Linked DNA regions of Mus musculus: region 2 is linked to region 1. A link is a contact called in public Hi-C data. All regions are on one chromosome and are shown on one strand. Each heading gives the region's core, a stretch centred on a gene start, on an enhancer-like site or on the middle of the called end of the contact. The rest is flanking DNA. Distances are from core to core; before and after follow the strand shown.

The links. Hi-C and Micro-C count contacts between places; a contact is called where the count stands out from the background.
Region 2: a contact with region 1 is called in a Hi-C map of Th1 cells, with 1.9 times the contacts expected there. The contact joins the promoter of Palb2 here to the enhancer-like site in region 1. A contact is called at or near these places in 1 of 39 promoter capture datasets (macrophages), 24 of 484 Hi-C or Micro-C datasets (CD4 T cells, CD8 T cells, CD8 central memory T cells and 12 more), 8 of 115 datasets of contacts at active chromatin or transcription factors (the 230-238 cell line, the SCID.adh cell line, effector CD8 T cells and 2 more) and 4 of 9 other capture datasets (adipose tissue, embryonic stem cells, liver and 1 more).

Annotation. Positions count from the first base shown.
Region 1 is chr7:122,084,638-122,091,478 of GRCm38.p6, reverse strand. Ndufab1 (NADH:ubiquinone oxidoreductase subunit AB1) reads left to right here. Exons shown (of 5, transcript NM_001360744.1): 5 at 516-649. Among named protein-coding and RNA genes, the nearest start is that of Ndufab1, 14 kb to the left of the region's middle. Within about 2 kb of position 3,743, at least 41 of the 459 cell types and tissues checked have an H3K27ac peak or open chromatin away from gene starts, as enhancers often do. A contact at or near this core is called in the 230-238 cell line, CD8 T cells, Th1 cells and 3 more, where this site is marked.
Region 2 is chr7:122,129,115-122,135,955 of GRCm38.p6, reverse strand. It overlaps Palb2 (partner and localizer of BRCA2), which reads left to right and starts at 3,010. Exons shown (of 13, transcript NM_001081238.2): 1 at 3,010-3,236; 2 at 6,223-6,282. The coding sequence starts at 3,189. It overlaps Dctn5 (dynactin 5), which reads right to left and starts at 2,915. Exons shown (of 6, transcript NM_021608.3): 1 at 2,775-2,915; 2 at 1,719-1,787; 3 at 786-904. The coding sequence starts at 2,822.

The DNA of each region.
Region 1 (6,841 bases), core at 2,494-4,993:
GTTAGTTTCTGGTTACCTGCTCTCCAGAGCCCTAAGCCTTGCAGTGGTCTTTATTTTCGAGAGAGGCTGGAAAGTATCATTCCTAAACAGGACTCAGCCCTCTTCTTAAAAGTAGTCTTATACAAATATTGCATGTCATGGCCTGGAAAGGCACCTCAGTACCTCAGGCACCCACCAGCCTAAGCCTCCCCTGCTCAGGTGGCCCAGGATTGCTAACTTAGGATGGGCTTTAGATTTAGAGGCAAGCCCAAGCTGGCTGTATTGTTAGGCATGCTGTGGGCCTGGGCATCTTGGATCAGCTGCTGAGCTTTGAGCCCGTATAAAGTCGGAATGATGTCACGACTTTGTAAAGGTCAAATTAGGTACTGCTGGCTGTTAAACCTTAGCTAACAACAGTCTTTGTTGGTTCAGCTTTGGTGTTTTACTGCTTGGGATACTTAGTTTCAATGCACTGGGCTAGACTAGAATCAGTGGCTGCACACCAAGAAGAAATCCACTTCTCTTGTCATTGCCAGAGCCTTCTTCCTCACTGTGAGGACTCCAGAGGACACACGATGGCATCGTGGCCGACTGACAGCGGCTCTGTTCAACTTGTATTTAAATTGTCTGAGTGTTTTACCCGTTAAAAATAAATCTATTACAAAACTAGTATTTTTCTCAATTAGTTTTTCTTTTTCTGTGATAGTCTTTTTTTTTTTTTTTTGATTATCCAGTTTTATTATGTATTGTATTTAAGGAAGAAAGATTGGAACACGTGACAGGGACATGCCATGTATTTGTCTCCTTGTGAAGTCTTAATGTTCGGAACGCGGCTCTCTCTTTTTTTTCTTTTTTAGTATGTCTTTTTTGTATTGCTTATTTTTTTTAATTAGATATTTCTTCATTTACATTTCAAATGCTATCCCAAAAGTCCCCCATACCTCCCCCCACTACTCCCCTACCCACCCACTCCCACTTCTTGGCCCTGGCATTCCCCTGTACTGCGGCATATAAAGTTTGCAAGACAAAGGGGCCTCTCTTCCCAATGATGGCCGACAAGGCCATCTTCTGCTACATATGCAGCTAGAGACAGGAGCTCTGGGGGTACTAGTTAGTTCATATTGTTGTTCCACTTCTAGGGTTGCAGACCCCTTCAGCTCCTTGGGTACTTTCTCTAGCACCTCCATTGGGGTCCCTGTTCTGAGATAGTCTTATTCTGGCCCAAACTCATTTAACTCGAGCCTCAGATTCACAGTGATCGTCCTGCCTCAGCCTCCCAAGATTCAGATTATAGGTTTCAACTAACCTGCTTGACTTAACATTTTTAATTTTTATTGATGTTGCTTATAATTTTAAAGATCTGTTATTGATAACCATGTATATCAGAAATACCTCCCAGGGCATGTGATGGGCAGCTGGGGAGAACAATAAAAGGCAATGACAGATTTTGTTTGAGAGCATCTTAGTGAAACCTACTATGTAAGAGTTAAAGCCATTCTGGGTGACAACAGGACCCTGTTTCAAAATTTTTTTCCATCAGTGTACCTGAAGTAGGCTTCCCCCTGCCACCCACCTCAATCCTTGGTTTCATGCTGAAAAACATCTGCTTCACTTGTTTCTCCCTCCCTGCCTGATGAGTCAGAGGCTGCTGGACTAGTTCCTCCCTTTTCAAGACCTCTTTGCAGAAAACCAGGACTGAACTTTGGGGGGAGGGCAGCTCTCCTGAGGGTCAGCTTGGCTTTAAGCACTGCTTCTTAGACATATACCCCGCGTCAGTTCTGGTTCATCTCCTATTTGAGATCTGCTGTGTAGCCAAGACAAAGCCTCGAGCCATAATCCCACCTCAGTCCTCTGAGTGCTGGGACAGTGGGTAGATGCCTCCACGTTGCTACCCTTGTATTCTCAGCAGTTTGCCTCTTGATGTAGGTAACATACACATAGCTCACACCTTGAGATTCAATTTGAGAGTCATGCCATAATTGCTCTTTCCTGTAGTTTGGAGAAGGGAAAGGAAGCAAAAGCTTTCAGAAGGTGGTATCATCAGGTGAGGGACTGAGGCGAGTGGTCCTCCCCCAGCAGGGAAGCTTCAGAGGGATGCAGTAGGACAAAGGCAGGAACCAACTCTGCATTGGGGCCTACTCTCAATGCCCATTTCTTTCTCAAGTGCCCAGTCTCTGACTCCCAGGAGTTATTTTAGATATGTTAGCCATACATAGTCCTTTCATTTATTGTTAGTTTTGGGGGTTCTCCCCTATAGTGTTAGGGTTGGGTTCCAGGGTTTTGTACATGTTAGACAAGTACTGTACTACTGTGCTACACCCTCAGCTACCATCCTCCCCTTTTTTTATATTTATTATTATAAATAAGTACAATGTAGCTGTCTTCAGACGCACCAGAAGAGGGTGTCTGATCTCATTATGGGTGGTTGTGAGCCACCATGTGGTTGCTGGGATTTGAACTCAGGACCTTTGGAAGAGCAGTCAGTGCTCTTACACACTGAACCATCTTACCAGCCCGAAGAAAGACACATTTCTTTTTGTTTGTTTTGCTTTGTTTTTCAAGACAGGGTTTCTTTCTCTGTGTAGCCCTGGCTGTCCTCGAACTCTGTGTAGACCAGGCTGGCCTGGAACTCAGAAATCTGCCTGCCTCTGCCTCCCAAGTGCTGGGATTAAAGGCATGCGCCACCACTGCCCAGCTACCACCCTCCTTTTAAATTAGTTTGAGATTACAATATACTCCTTTTCCCTTCCTTCAAACCTTCCCATATACCTCTCCCCACTCCTTCAAAATCATGGCCACTTCTTGGTTGTTATATGTGTATCTCTATATACACATACATTCCTAAGTATAACTTGTTCAGTCCATACAGTATGACTTGTATGTACTCTTTTAGGGCTGGCAGTCTGGCACTGAACAGTCAGTCACTTGGAATGCTCTTTTCTGGAGAAGACACCTGCTGCTCCCAGCTTTCCTCAAGTGCCTACAGTTCTGCATGTAGGGTTAAGGCCTCAGGAGTTTTTTCTCTTCACTTTGCCCTGTCCTTTGGTGTCATCTTTGTTCAGCTCATATTTGGGCTGCCATCTTAGTGAGACTGGGTAAACATTTAGGAAAAGATCATGTAAAGCAGCCATCACAGAGCACTAAGGAGTCTGTCTTTACAGATGTCTTTATTCCATGAAGAGCTGGAGTATTTACTACACACTGACAACCAAGAGTGAAAAACACAGGATGGATGTGGCTGCTGACTGGAACTTACTCCAGGTTATTTTGGGAATATTCCCCAAAGTTGTAAATGGCTACTTTAAATCCCAGGGTAGCTGAAGAATTGGCGCAAAAATGCATGTGGATCGTTTCTGCTGAAGATCACTAAGTAGTGCCTGCCATCAGGCCTTGACCTTGTCTCTCCTCTCCCACACATCTGGCCTAGTCACATCACTCTGGATGCGTCTCCAGCTCACTGGCTTACACATTTAGGGTCTTTTTTGCTGAAATGCTAAACACCTCTCTGCTCTAAGAATTCACAGGGATGGTTTCAATAAGGATTTTGAGCTCTGATAGGCAGCAAACTGACCACATAGAGCAGTCCACACTACAAATCAGAGAACAGAATACATAGAGTTGATGTGTAAGTTCTGTGTGCATGTTCACGTGTCAAAGACAGGGGTTGATGCTAAGTGCCTGCTTGCATTGTTCTCCACTTTACATACTGAGGCAGAGTTCACTGCTTGCTGTTTCAGCTAATCTAGCTGGCAAGCTTGTTTGGGTAATTTCCTCTTTTTTTGTGCCCTGGGTGACTCTCATGAGCCCTTGTGGCTGGAGATAGAGCTCTGTGATTGAACATTTGCTCAGAATGCATGAGGCCCTAGGTTCTATGCCCAGCACTGAAAAGACCTGGAAATAGCTCTGTCTCCAGCCCTTGTCTCCCAGTCCCTCTAACTCAGCTTCTTCATAGTCTCCTCACTATATATATATCCTTCACACAGTCCTAACCGCGCCCCGCAGGAGGGCCAGGGGAACCTTTCGAGTTTCTGTGACAGTACCTACAGTAATGCGAGCTAAAGCTGTTCTGAACGTCACCCACCAGGTGTTCTTGCTACAGTCCTGTAAGCAAGATGACAGTGAGAGAGTACAGAAGTGAAACCCACACTGCTGTTCCGGGAAAGGCAGCATGACTGTTGGAAATCAAAGACCAGAGAGACGGTACCTCGTAACCATGGAGCTGGAAAGCTCTAGGAAGTAGACATTTGGGGTGACTAAGCTGCCCGTATGTGAAAGACAAAGTGAAATTTCTTAGGTACAGCAGTTAGAATAACTAAGCTGCCTAGATATAGTTAGGAGTGAAGTACGTCAACAGTTGACTTTGAAATCACCCTGGGGGAAAAAAACCAAACCAAAACCACTAACTGATGACTAGTTAGGGTGAGTCTCTGAATTCACAGTACCATTCTTTCAACTGTCAAATCTGTCAAAAGGTGAGAGGAAGCTTCAATACACATTTGAAAAGGACGATACTAAGGACTTGTAATTGGATGTCTGCCAGAGCGCCAAAGTGTGCATCACTATATATAATCTCAAGCACCTTGAGTCCCAAGATCATCAAACTCTGAGTGGGGTTGGTTGAACAGAAACAAATATGCAGAATAAGAAAAGCTGCTATTTTAAGCAAAAATAAAATGCATGCCTATAACCCCAGTGTTAGGAGATTGAGGTGAAAGGATTGGAAGTTCAAGATTACCCTTGGCTACGCATTTAGTTCAAGGCTAGCCTGGAGGCTACAGTGCAGCTTGTCTCAAAACAATGAAGTAGAAATAAGTAGCATGCTCCTACTTTTATAAAACATGCCAAAATGAGGAAGGAAAAAAAAGAAAGGTACCAAAGTGTGAATTAGTAATGGTCACTACCAAGACACATCAGAGATAGATGGTTAACATGTACGTTTTAAAATATGTTGTTAGTAATTCAGGAATGGAAGTATTGTAAAGGATATGAAAACTGACATACTCCAGCCAAGGCTGGGGAACAGGTGCCTGGAAGGCTTTTGTAAACTCTATAGAAGCCACATAGGAAAGGCAGGACACAGTTGGAGCAGGAGTGACTGCAAATGCAAGTGGCTGTCCTATGTGGCACACACCTCAACTACCTGACAAGTTCAAAGTGAACTAGGGCCATGAGACCCTGTCTCAGAAATAAAATATAGAATAAAAACAAGTGGGAGATCAGCCTCTGGTTTCAGGAGTGCACAGCCTAGAAGGTCACCTGCAGTTGAAGAGGTGGTTATGGTTCAGTGGACCAAAGGACCTTACAGTCTAAAAAGCTTGTTGGCGGTGTGAGATTTTCTAGAGGACAGAGCCATGTAGACACCAGGGTGGGCTAAAGAGGATGAACCTGGTTGATGGTTACAAAAGAAAGGAAAAAAAGGTTTGGCGATTAGGATAAAGTAATGGATGGAGCTGGGCAGTGGTGGGGCATCCCTTTAATCCTAGCACTCGGGGGACTGAGGCAGGCAGATTTCTGAATTCAAGGCCAGCCTGGTCTACACAGTGAGCTCCAGGGCTACACGGAGAAACCCTGTCTCAAAAAACCAAAAAACAAACAAACACCAGTAGTGGATAGAGGCTTCTCTGAGTAACTAACTTGATCTCAGCTATTCACAGAGCTGTGCTGCATCTGAAACCAGGAATAAAAAGGTCAGATTTTAAGGGGTGTCATAATTTCCATTTGAGACATCATGATTTGAGGGATTTGTGAGATACCCAAGGAGGCAACACAAAGAAAATGAGCAAAGGCATAACAATGCCACACTGGAGCCAGGGCTCAATCAAGGCTGTGTGGTGCCTCCTCACTTTACCAAGTGAGTAAGGCTGACCCTGTGTTCCTGGGATGGCGCCTTACATGCTGAAAACTAACATGACTTCTGTTCCTTCAGAATGGGGATGAGTAGACTAGAGACACTCAGCTATCACTTGAGATTTCTTTATCAGGTATAGTACATATGACTTTCGAGTTTTAAAATGATTATAAAGCCAAATGAGTAAATTTCAGACTTTTTATTAACAATAAATTCAATGAATAAATGCCAAGGTCAAAGTTTATATAAGCAATTCCTAACATGCATCAATGAAATCAGGAAGAGGACAATCAAGCAAAATCAGCAAGAACCATTCTCCTTAAGTCCCCAAGAGTCAGGAAAATGGGTGCAGATTTCAGCGTCAGGAAATCTGGGTGCTGAGTAAGCCGGTTACTGACTGGCATGTGATTGTTCTCTGGGCCTGAGTCCTTTGGGCTGAAATGAGGGTACCATGAAGATGTGACAGATCAATGGAGTGCTGACATGACAGAACCTGAATACAGTTTTTAGAGTAAATCCTACAGACAGCCCCAGAGGCCCCTCTCTGGCCTCCATGCTTCCCTTAAAGGCCAGAGCCCTAGAAAAGGTGTGTCCAAGCAGCCATTTATCCATCACAACCAGAGGTCAAAACCCTGTGAAATGACCAGTCAAAGTGCTGTTATCTCTATACAGAGTAACTGCTCAACATTCCCAGGCTCACAATGAATGACACTCATTCACAGTGACAAGGTCTAAGAAGGGTGTGAGAAACAGAACAGTGCATCAACTGGTGCTTTTAACAGAACTCTGGGAACAAACACACCCTCCTGTGCAGTTGCTAGAGGACAGGTTCCAACTCCAGAGAACACAGTAGAGCTAGGCATTACAGGGTCAGTCACCTGACAACCTGAGTGGGGTATTTGCACTGAGGTGGGTCTGCCACTCGGGTTTCCATTATTAACCAAAGAGCACAAGTCCATCAAGAACTACAATAGTCCTCAGTAATGACCAGCGGAATCTACATCTTTGACTTGA
Region 2 (6,841 bases), core at 1,761-4,260, 45 kb before region 1:
TCTCTCTAGCCTCAAAACCCACCATTCTAATATGATAAAACCCAAGGATATACTAACTTTATACTTACATGTTAAGGAATGACTGTAGGAAAATATTAAAAGCTTATTTTCAATAACTAAACACTCTTTCTCTAGTAGCAGGAAAATATGCAGTAAAGACATTAGAATTTTTACCACAGTTCAAATCTGAGTGGAATGCTTGAGGAAGCACTCACTGGGACGGCGTGTATGGTGTCGTGCACAGTGCAGTGTGCGTGTGTGCACAGAGCTGAGGCTGCAGCAGCGTCAGATGATGTATCATGAGCAGATATTGCCAGAAACTTTGGATTCACTCTGTATTTCCTTTTGAGTTAATTTTTGGTTTTACAAACTCAGAAACCTTTCATTTGTTGTCAGAGCCCTCCACATTCAGTTATGCAATGATTATACAGGGACTTGCAGTTTAAGAAACTATTGGCTACACTAGTCCTGAGAGTTCTTTAATTTTAAATTAAAAATCCAAATTTCTCAGCACTATCTGATTCTGGAATACATTCGAGAGGAAACTCCAGCTTTACCGTTTACTCAGGCTTTACTATCTGTGTTCGGTTGTCTGTTTCTTGTAGGGACTTTTCTTCCTGACAGCCAACAATGAACACCCAGAGAGAGGTTCATTACTGTGAGCGCTTATGCAGCGCCCCCAAATGGCCAGATCTTCTCATTACACATCTAAACACATGGTCATGGGCAACATCACCAGAACAGGATGGAGCCTAGGATTGCAAACAGGTAATTAAGTCACATACCCTTTGCTGAATTTTTTGAACGGTGGCCTTATGACACTACGGCTTTTCACGACACAGTGACGTCCAACTCTTACATTTGCCAGGTCTCCTCGGATGATACAGTCATTCATTATAATGGTCTATAAAGCAAAACACGTGTAAAAAATACCAGTTAAGTCCATGTCCCTGAATTCTGTTTTAAAGTACTTAAGATACTGCCTCTTCATGAGTTTTGTGTCTAGTAGTCCTAGGCACAATACAGCACAGAGAACAATCTGCCACTGCATTCTGTTCAGACATAAAAGATTTCTGGCCCTTCCCTCCACCACCACCATGTTCTTACTCATAATATTTAATGCAATGTAAATCCTATTTAAATAAAATACTGAAGAAAATGACAGAAGTGTTCACGTTCTGTTTAGAAGAAATTCCTCCCCTCTCTTCTCCCTCTGTCTAGCTGCCCTGTGTCTCCTGTGCTCTCTCCTGTTATATTTCACGTGTTACTGCCCTCCCCACCCTCTTCCTTAAAGCTTCTTTATTCCCCATCTAATGGGCCGCTCTCTAATTTTTTTGGCTTCTCCTCCCTGATCGTCTTTGTGCATTCAATAAATCTAATTTGGAGAAAAAAATGAAAACAAAGAAAGAGGGGTTAGAGAGATGGCTCAGCGGTTAAGAGCACTGGCTGCTCTTTCAGAGGTCTGAGTTCAATTCCCAGCAACCACATGGTGGCTCAAAACCATCTGTAATGGGATCTAATGCCCTCTTCTGGTGTGTCTGAAGACAGTGACAATGTGTTCATATATACATAAAATAAATAAATGTTTAAAAAAACAAAAACAAAGAGAGAGAACTGGAAATGACAAATTGGAGACAGCACTATCCCATATACCCTGCTGATACAGTGACTAGCTGAAGGCATAAGGGTAACCTCCTGAAGCTGCCTGTGCCCTTTACCTTGCCATTGAGGACGATGTTCTGGCTTCCACACAAAACAGACTGGCGACTAACTTTGTTCCCAGATGCCTAAAAGCAAACAGAAATCTGGAGTGAAAAAACAGAGGATTTCTGGACTACAGTTTCCATCATGAAAGCTCACATTGAGGAGAAAATTACTTCAAATGAAGGGCAGTCTAAAAATGAATGAGGCCTGAATGTATACTGCACCCCTACTGTCCCAGCTCTGGGTGGGGTGACTGTGAATTTGGGGTTAGACTAAACTATGAAGTGAGACTCCATCACCAAACAAACAAACAAAAACAAACTGGAGAAGGAATGCACTGGGGGGGGGGGGGGAAGGCTGTGGGCACGGCTCCGTGATAAGAGCACTCAGGAACTGAATCCAATCTATCAAAAGAGCAAGGGTAGATCAGGAACTGAGAGCTCAAGAAATGAATTCAGGATCGGTATCTAATGAGCGGTCTAATGACTGATGTGCATTCAGACCCCACTTCCATATTACGGTTTCATAGCCTTCAGTGAGGAAAATTACTTTTCCATGATCACAGACACACAGAAAAAATAATGATAGTAACCCTAACGGGGGCAGTTTACATATGTTGTATTATGAGTTGACGAATAGAAACAATAACGTCTTAGCACGTAAGCAGACTGTGAAATATTATTTTTAAAAAGGGCCCGGAGTCTGAAAATGTAATTTATATACAGAATGAATAGGCTGTACTGTGTATTCCTCTGGAAGACATTATTTAACAGGAAACTCAGGCGTGTGTATATGCACACACATAGATATATATGCATAGAAACTCTCCCACATCCACACTTTCCTCCCCCGCTACACAGCACACCCACACACACGAGATGAAGGAGAAGAGAGCCTAATGCATGCATGCACCGACTAAATAACAATCAGATGAAACACGAAGCATCTCTAAGTCATCCAAGGAAGGGACTGAGGGAACGGGAACCAGTGCAGCCGGGACGGGAGGGGCGACCGTCCAGTCCTCGAGGGTCCCGTGACTGCCAGCGGCGGCAGGGTCGCCACACGCGCACCGTCTCGATGTACTCCGACTTGTTGTACAGCAGTTCGCCCAACTCCATGGCTTCCCCCTCTCTGAACCTCAGGATCCTGTCAGTAGCTCAGGCAGACGGTGATTCCAGCTACTTCCGGTTGATCGGCCACTTCCGCTATCCCCGCCCTGGACTCTCATTCGACTCTCCTCTAGTCAAGCCTGCTCGATCGCTCGGCAGTCTCCAGCTGCGCGTGCGCAGAGCGAACAGAGGTTTTAATTGGCCAGAGCGGCTAGCGCGCGGAACCTGTGTGGCTCGGCAGGAACATAGTGGGGGTGAACTAGGTCCCCGTTCTTCCCAGGGGTTCCTCTTGGCCCTAGGAAGCCCTGGCTGGGTCCCCGTGACCACAGGCCCGAGGCTGGAGACGGCTGCTCCTTGCGTTCGGCTTCCAACCCGATGGAAGAGCTTTCCGGGAAGCCCCTCAGCTATGCGGAGAAGGAAAAGGTGCCCGGGTTGCGGGAAGGGTGACCCAGGGCTTTAGGCTGGGTTTTCAAACCTAGTTCCTGTATCCGAGGCAGTGTCCTCCTACCTACAGCCTCCACGAGAAGTCACTGAGACGAGCGCGCTGCTCGGGTGGCGAAGCTTAAAATGCAGACGAGCCAAACCCATCTTCTAGTGGCACTGCATAAATATTAGGTGTAAAACTACATATAGGTAAACCTAGAGGCCCTCTTCTCTCCCACTCCACTCCGGCCCCGTCACATAAATCTTTCACGTCACGTCAACAGCCTTATATATATACATTTTCGTGTTTGTCTGTTAGGGCTTGACCTCCAAAATAGGTTTACATTGGAGAAGGGGATGGTTATAACGTGTACTCTGGTTGGTTCTGCAGCTGGTGTTCTCCATGTTTAAGACCCACGTTGGAACAAGATGAGGGGAAGAAAATAATATAAATATTACATATAATGAACAGGTGTTGTGTGTGTGCATACAAATTTAGTGTAGTAGTTAGAAGGAGCTCTCATTTCTTTCAGGCTCAGAATATTATTCTCCTGCAAGACTTAAATATTACTTCCATGTTCTTGTGCTTTCTGTGCAAAATTAGAATTCACATTAATTTGTCTTCCTATCCTGTCTTACCTTCTAAGGGTGGTAAAGATCATTTACAAATAAACAAGATAACTCCTACTTACTGATAAGATTGAGGACAAGATAACAGGTTAAGATCAGAATTACTCATGTTGTGGTGGCCCATGACCATAATTTGGTTGCTACTTAATAACTGCAGTTTGCTGCTATTATGAATCAAAATATATATGATATGAAACCTCTGTGTGTGTGGGGGGGGTGTTAAATGGAGCAGTTATAAATGGCAGCATCCTGGAGGAACTGCTTATTCTCTGTTCAGTTTGCATATCTCAAAGGAGGATGATTATATAATAGAATCTATTTGTTAGGGTTATTGTGAGTGCTAATTGAGTCATTGGACATTAAAGTCACAAAATTCCCTAGGACTAACTGAAGCACATTATGAAAGTATCTGCCATTTTTATTATTATGTGTCTGAGAATGGATGGGGACTAAAGTGACTTTAGCACAGAAGTGCTGGAGTCCCACAAAAGTGCTGGGGAATGAGGTGGGGAAAGTGCTTAAGAAAAGTTTAAGTTGTTAGTAACTTTTTTTCTTAATTTTTAATGACCAAAACAAAAACATACCTAAAAGTGAAGCCTCTGGAAAACCCACTTGCACTTCCCTGTCTTGTATCACTCCTCACACTTGACATTGGCTTCCTGCCTGGCCTTGTGTTTCAAAGCTGGGTCTCTGAATGCATCCTTGTTGACAACAGTTTTGCCCAAGGGGATATCCAGACTCCCTTGTGGGCATGAGGTGGTTATAGTTATAAACTTTCACAGAGGACTTTATCTTGGATTGCTTGGCAATTTTCTTCTAGCCTGTGGCAGCTGTCTCTTTTGGGGGATAGCAGTCAATTCTAGCCACTAGGGCATGGCTGTAAGGGCGGTCTGAGGTGCCATCATCAATCAGTGTTCTTCATGATACGGTTTTGCATCCAGAGTATTGTCCAGCTAGGACTAGCACCACTTTCCTGGGTTTCATGAACTTGCCCATTTCAACAGCAGTCAGCCTGCACCCAGCAGAAAAGAAGGACCTTTTAGTAACTTTCATTGTAGCTTTTTTGATGCTTTTGGTTTGTGGAGTTGTTCTTAAGAAAGGATCTCTTAGCCAGGCATGGTGGCACGCGCCTTTAATCCCAGAACTCGGGAGGCAGAGGCAGGCGGATTTCTGAGTTCGGGGCCAGCCTGGTCTACAAAGTGAGTTCCAGAACAGCCAGGGCTACAGAGAAACCTTGTCTCAAAAAACCAAAAAAAAAAAAAAGAAAAGAAAAAAAGGATCTCGTATCGCAAGCTAGTCTTGGACTTACTATGTCTAAAGGATGAATATAGGGGTCCTAAATGGTGGAAAGACAAGGGGGGCACTTCTGCTAAGGGAACATTTCAACCACAGATGCTAAGGAGACAAAGAGAATCTAAACTTTCAGGAACTAGTAATTTGGCATAGCCTAAATTAACTTATTTGCAAAAGCTTTGTAGAAAGGCCTGCTGTGTGGCTGGACAGGAACTCAGCAGCAACAACCCCTACCTCTCACTGGCTTTCTTCTGTGTATTCTTTAGATGTATGCACCGGTCCACCATGGAGCTTTCCTACTGTGGTGCCTAGAATAATTACACATACGCTATTTCCACAAGACTAGTTCCTTCCTTTAGATCTAGGTGCAAGTGGTAGCCCTCAGAAATGCCTCCGTGACTACACTCCCTACAGGAAGCTAATTACTTATATCACTTAGATTAGTCTAGGTACTGATTACTATGTCAAATCTTATCTGTGCTCTTGATGTTATCTACATTCCTCACTCCAAGTAAATTGCCTTAACCACCTTGTCCCTCAAGCATCAGGGATAACTGACACTGTGTGTGTTACTGGGAGGTGTTGGTTACGACTGCAACTTCCTGGGCCAGTATTAGATAAAGAGCATTTATTGGTTGATTGACTATGGTAATAGCCCCCTCCCTGCTTCTCAAAGTGATGGGAAGATACAGGAGAAAATGGACAGCATAGTGTGTGGTGCAGTAAACTTTGAGAATAGCACTGAGGAACGGAAGAGTACCTAAACTGGGTTTGAGCAAGAACCTAGAAGTCCATCCTAGGGAAGTAATCCTGCAAACTGAGGCTTGAGGAATCCACAGGAGCTGCTCCAAGTGACAGGAACCCATCGTGGAAAGGTCCTGAGAGGCTGATGCTTTGTAGGAACCGAGGAAAGGTTTGAGTGGGAAAACTGGCCTTCCCGGCACTGATCCTGCTGAGGGATGCTACAGAGCACCATATGCACTCTCGGGCCTGCTGGGCACTGTATCCATTCTCTCTGTTCTCACCTTTCCACTGCTCAGAATTGTTCTTGTTTTTCTTCCAGTTGAAGGAAAAGCTAGCATTTTTGAAAAAGGAATACAGCAGGACACTTGCTCGACTTCAGGTGAGTGAATCATAGTTGGTCAAATTAAGGTGTTGCACAAGCTGTGTAAAAGGTTTTGTTGGTCTGGTTTTGGTTTGAAACAGGGCCTCACTATGTAGTCCATTTTGACTTAAACGCATAAACCTGCAGTCAACAAGATGGCTCAGGGGCTGGTGAGATAGCTCAGCCGGTAAGAGCACTGACTGCTCTTCCTAAGGTCCTCAGTTCAAATCTCAGCAACCACATGGTGGCTCACAACCATCCGTAATGAGATCTGACACCCTCTTCTGGTGTGTCTGAAGACAGCTACAGAGTACTTATGTATAATAATAAATTAATCTTAAAAAAAAACAAAACAAAAATACAAGGTGGCTCAGAGGGTAAAGTCACCTGCAGCCTAGAGACAAAGTGACCTCAATGCTCAGGAATAACATGGTGTAAGGAAAGTTGTCTTCTGATATCTACTAAAAAGTGCTAAGGCATAGAGGTATTCATGTGTATACACACATACACAATAAATAAAACATAATAAAAATAAATAAACCCACAATCCTGCTTTGGCCTTCAGGATGCTAGGATT